2 separate regions of the Rattus norvegicus genome follow, and region 2 is linked to region 1. A link is a contact called in public Hi-C data. All regions are on one chromosome and are shown on one strand. The core of a region is the stretch at or near the end of the contact, and the rest is flanking DNA. Distances in the headings are between cores, read along the strand shown.

Region 1 (2,904 bases), core at 159-2,658:
GCTTAAGAGAGAAATCATTTGGAGTTTTGTTCCCTTCCACAAACAGCATTCAAAATCTCTCTGCACTTAATACGTGTCTAATGAGTATGCTGGGTAAACAGTGACGTTAAACCACCAAGGTCCCCTCCCTCAAAGTTCAGAACGCTCCCTAACTCACAGAGATAGATTCAAGACCATGCCACAGCCCCTCAAAAGCACATACACTTCTTTACTCCTACTACATAGAAAGATAGACCTCAAAATATACCCCAAACATCTTTCTCAATTATTTTCAAAGAAGAGGAGAAATCGGGTCTGCTAAGAAACAGAAATTTGTAACCCAACTGCTCTCAAAAATTCCACATCTCAAAGGTACTGCCTGCAAAACTGTCAAGAATGACTGACTAGTTATCGCTAGTTTACATGGGAGGGGGGAGTCAAAAACTTGCCTAGCATTCTTTCCAAGAGTCCTTTATCCGAGTCAAGAAGCTATGTGCCTAATCTTACTAGTAGGAATAGCTTCGTGTGGTGTTTTGAGATTCATTCATTACATCAGTATTTTACTGAGCATGTATTATGCGGTAAGACATTTGATAAAGCATTTAATTTTCTCTTTTTCTTTGTGGCGGGTGGGAGTACTGGGGAACTGAACCACTCTGGGCCTCCTACATTCAAGGCAAGTTCCCCACCACTAAGCTGTACTCCCAGGCCCAGAATGTTTCAGTTCTGCGCTCTGCACATCACCACCAAACTCCTCCAGGAAAGCTCAGCAGCAGCAATCACGGCTGCTAACGCGGAATTCCCAGGGTTGCCCGAAATCAACCGGCATGGGGCTGCTCCTCAGCTCGAAACGCGACGTCAGTGAGCCGCTACCTACCACACCCGTTAGTAATGCTCACCACCGTAGATGGGATCTCCCGGTGCAACAACCTGTAAGAGTCGCCGGAGCGACTGCAAAGCAGTGGCCGGGCTTCCTTTCCCGGGGTCCCGGGGTCCCGGGGAGGCCGGGCGGGAGTCGGAATCCCGGAGTCCAGCCGCTCCGCGCCGGTCCAGACTGGCCGGGATGCTGACTGGGGGAGGGGTCCGTAGCGCCTCCCCCATCGGGAAGGTGCAAGCTACAGTGGAAACTGGCCTCACGGAGAATGAAGAGAACCATTGCCGGTCCTCGCGTGAGGACCTCGCCCAGACTGGAAAATGGAGCCGCCGCAGCCTCAGCCCTCAGCCCCAGTCCGCTGCCCAAGTCCGCAGCGCGGAGAGGCCCGGGCCCTCAGCCTTCCGAGCCGCGGCTCTGTACTTGGCGCCTCGAGCGGCAGGGCCATCGCGGGGCCCTCTCCCACACTCACCGTCGCCTTTGTCTCCGCCGCCTGCTCCAGTCGCGCGGCTCCGAGCGCCGGCTCCGAAGCTCCTAGGATCTCCACACGCCAGCAGCTGCGCTCCCGGCTTCGGGCTCCGCCCTCCCGCCTAGTCTCTGGCGCGCAGAGGCGGAGCCACAAACTGTGTGTGCGGCTGCGCGGATACTCCCCCGCTACAGGGACCCGCCCATTCTCTCCCAGTAGGCGGGCTGGTCGCTGTGAAGCGCCGCCCATCGAGGGAGTGGCGAGACCTAGGGGATGCGAAGCGCGCACAGAGTGACCGCTGGGTGGGCGATGGGGAAGATGGAGGCCGGGGCCTCGCACCACAACACCTTGCTATCTGGATCCGGCCATAGACGCGCCCGGGCAAGCGAGGGCGCTGCTAGGCAGAGCTGGCTAGCACCAGATGTCTCTCAGTAGCAGTCGAAGAAAACTATTTGTCCAAACGCTTAGATCATGCTACTTTTAAGGAATCAGAATCACTGACTCATTGGAGAGCCAAGAATATCCACCTAGCATTTGAAAAGTGTCCGGTGTGTCTCTGTGACTTCTTGTGGGATCGGTTTTGGTTTTAGTTTTGGTTTGTCATTGTTTGAGAGAGGGTCTTTTTGTAGCCCAGACTGGCCTCCAACTCACCATATAGCTAAGGGTGGTCTGGATCTTGTGCCTCCATCTCCCGAGTGCTGGGATGACAAGTGTCACATGCCTAAAGACTTTTGTAGTAGAATCCTGGCTGACCTGGATCTCACAGCAGTCCTCCTAACTCAGCCACCACATTCTGTCTTACGACTACATTAGCTGTACACTTTACCTACCCAGAAGCAAGGAACAAATGGGTGTCTTTCCACTGGAATCTAGCCGCACATACTCAGACAGGGAGCTGCGTGACCATCACGATTGGTAGGCTTTTTTCTAGGAGTTCAATCCCAAAACTGGAGTATTCCTTGGTTCCTCCAATTCTCAATATTGCATCTGTCCATAAGGGTAATTGGTACGGTTCATTCGAAATAAAATCAGACTGTTCACCTACATTGTTTCTATCATCCGTGGCCTCAGTCGTACTTCCAGTGGGTTTCTTAAATGGCCTCCCTAACCACCATCAACAAACTGTGTTGTCAAAACAACAGGGAAAATATCCTCCCACAAAGAGAGTCAGCTCATGTCTCATCTGATCAAAATCCACCAGTGTTCCAGTTACTGTAGAAGATAAGATCTTTACAATGGCTGACAAAGTCCCTGAGATTTTTTATTTTCCCCTGTAGGTCTCAGAATTCATCCCCAACCTCACTGATGCTTGCAAAGTCCAGACTGCACTCAGGGACTAGGACATTCTTTAATGTCTACCTTCACCCCTCAACTCCACTCAGATCTTTGACAATGACACTTAGCCTAAACCCACTACTTTACCTTGCTATAACCTCAAGCCTTCCTTTTATCGCCCTTGCTCTCCTGCTCCAGGAACAATCTGCACAATTTATTCCATAATGTTGTTCTTGTGTGTCTTCCCCAGCAGAAGCTGGGTGTCTTTTGGGTTGGCTGGGTTTGATGTCTGCAGTGCTGAGGATGAAACCCA
Region 2 (2,904 bases), core at 144-2,643, 56 kb after region 1:
GTTCAAGGCCAGCCTGGTCTACAGAGTAAGTTTCAGGACAATGAGGGCTACACAGAGAAACTCTGCCTTGAAAAACCAAAAACCAAAACCAAACCAAAGCAGGTAAGCGACAAGCCAAACAGCAAAGCAGCTGTTGCAACAATAACAAATTCTCACCGTTTCCCCTCTGGGCATGCTGAGCGAGCCTTGCCTGGTAGGTTATCGCCAGGAAAGCAGTCGGTCTCTCGAGTTAAGTAGGAAGTGAGGGTGCCTGCGTGCTTCTAATCGGTGTTTCTCTGCTTCCCTAATTTGACCCACTATAGTTCTTCAGAAGCTAATTTTGTTTTTAAGATAAAGCCCCTTGTCTTTTTTTTTTTTTTAAGATTTATTTTATTCATATGAGTACACAGTAGCTGCCTTCAGACACACCAGAAGAGGGCATCAGATCCCATTGCAGATGGTTGTGAGCCACCATATGGTTGCTGGGAATTGAACTCAGGGCCTCGGGAAGAGCAGTCAGTGCTCTTAACCGCTGAGCTGTCTCCAGCCCCCTTCAGAAGCTAACTGAATCTATTTCTTGCAACAGGCTTTCACATAATCCCAGACCGGCTTTGAACTTTTGAACCTCTGATCTCCTGGTTTCTGCAGAGCTTGAGATGGAACTTGGGCTTCAGGCATGTTAGGCAGGTTATCTGTCAAGTGAGCAGCGTCCCCAATTCCTTCTCTGCCCCATTGTTTTATAGAGTTAGCTGCAGTGGGCTTCATTAAAATAATTCCAACTAGGGCTGGGGATATGGCTCAGTGGGTAAAGGTGCTTGCTGCCAAGTCTGACAGCCTGAGTTTAATGCTTCGGACCCATGTGATGGAAGGAGAGAACCAACTCCTGAAGGTTAATGTGACCATCTCCCCCCCAAAAACAAATTTTTTTTTAATTTAAAATAATTCTAACCAGCCTAGCATCGGCTTTGTTTTTGTTTTGTTCTGTTCTAAGTGCTTGGGGGTAGTAGGACTCAGGCTTCCACGCACACTAGGCGATATAAGCAGAAGTCCCCAGGGGGAACACATTCATGATTTCCTCAAACGCACCATTTTCAGTGACATAACCATGCCTAGAGTCCTGTCTCCTGCTCACCCTTTAGTGGACTTTTCTTTTTTCCATGTGAGTCAAACTAGAAAAATATTAGCTGGACGAATGACTGGAAGGTGCTTTCATTCACGTGGCTTTCTGCTTGTACGCAGCTTCTTGCCTCACAGACTGGCTGCTCCTCGGAGAAATACTCAGCCGCCTCTGGCAAGCTGAGGCGGTGACAGTGAACATGGTTTGTGTTCCTTGTGCACGGCCCAGAGGCCTGCAGGAGCCCTCTCTCCTTAGCTGCAGGGAATGTTGGACTGAGGCTCACTGGCACTGCTCTTTCCTGAGTCTGCCCCTCTCCAGGCAGGCCAGGCCTTGATGCCGGGACGCGGAGTCCCAATCTCCTGTTTCAGTGTGAGCAGACTCTGAATGCCATTTCAGCCCCAGGCTCTGCTCCATCTTGTCCTCTTCGCTTCCCACGAGCTCTCTAATTTAAACCTCCCACAAGCAACCCTCTGTCGCAGAATCTTTTTCCCTGGGAACCCCAGCTAAAACATGAGTCTTTTTCTCTTTCCTGTTGAAAAAAAAAAAAGCTATGTCAGCTGTGTGTGCCCAGAAGCTTAAGCCTCCACAGAGTACTCCTCCATCACCAGCAAGAGCTGGTTTTCTCCTAAAGCAGGCACAGGGTGCACACCGGCAATCCCAGCCCCAGGATGGGAAGAAGGCAGAAGCATCAGACGGTTTAGGTCGGCCTTGGAATATAGTGAGTTTGAGGCTAACCGAAGCTATGTGGGACCCTGTCTCAAAACTATTTTTAAACTTCTATTCTTATTCTCAAAAACAGTGTTAGGTCTAGAGTTATTTTTTTTTTTAGATTTATTCATTTATTTTATATATAAGTACACTGTAGCTGTCTTCAGATACACCAGAAAAGAGCATCGGATCTCATTACAGATGGTTGTGAGCCACCATGTGGTTGCTGGGAATTGAACTCAGGACCTCTGGAAGAGCAGTCTGTGCTCTTAACCGCTGAGCCATCTCTCCAGCCCCTAGAGTTATTTTATACTTAGCTTTTGTCTTTGACTGTGTGTGTGTGTGTGTGTGTGTGTGTGTGTGTGTGTGTAGTCACACACATGTGAATACAGGTTCCTGGAGGATGGAGGGAAGGGTGTCACACCCCTTGGAGCCAGTCACTATGATCTGGGTTTGGGGACATGCAGAACTTGAGTTCTGCTACTTGCAAGAGAAGTACACTTTTTTCTCTCTCGGGCCCGTTTAATATTTTGTTTTGTTTAAGATGGAGGTCTCTCCACACAGCTCTGGCTGTCCTGGAACTCACTATGTAGACCAGGTTACCTCTGCCTCCTGGGTGCTGGTATTAAAACAAGTACATAATCATGCCCAGCCCCGATTAATACTTGTCAAGCCCCACTTACATTTCTTTAAGATAGTAAAACTAGATGCTGGAGAGATGGCTCAGCAGTTGAAAACACTGTTCCCTCTTCCAGAGGCCCTGACTCCAGCTCCCAGAACCCAACTCAGTCTGGTTCTGATCTTGCATAACTCTTAGTTCCAGGAGGTCTGACAGCTCTAGCTCCACAGGCAACTGCACTCACATGCACATATCCCACACATGTGCACACACACAGGCGCATACGTGTCCGCGCACACACACAAAATGAATTTCAAAATGGATATAAAAGACAGTATAACCGCATCACATTGTGTATTATATCTTAATAGACAATTTTTAAAATACTTTTATTTTTATTTTACGTGCACTGGTGTTTTGCCTCCGTGTATGTCTGTGTGAGGGTGTTGGATCACTGGGAACTGGAGTTACACAGTTGCAG

The links. A called contact is a pair of places that touch in the nucleus more often than the background predicts.
Region 2: a contact with region 1 is called in a Hi-C map of frontal cortex, with 2.5 times the contacts expected there. The contact joins the enhancer-like site here to the promoter of Cdc42se2 in region 1. A contact is called at or near these places in 3 of 12 Hi-C or Micro-C datasets (the A7r5 cell line, frontal cortex and prefrontal cortex).

The regions. Positions count from the first base shown.
Region 1 is chr10:39,404,364-39,407,267 of GRCr8, forward strand. Cdc42se2 (CDC42 small effector 2) reads right to left here and starts at 1,409. Exons shown (of 6, transcript NM_001126089.2): 1 at 1,323-1,409.
Region 2 is chr10:39,459,893-39,462,796 of GRCr8, forward strand. No RefSeq gene overlaps it. Among named protein-coding and RNA genes, the nearest start is that of Lyrm7, 23 kb to the right of the region's middle. Within about 2 kb of position 1,394, at least 25 of the 93 cell types and tissues checked have an H3K27ac peak or open chromatin away from gene starts, as enhancers often do.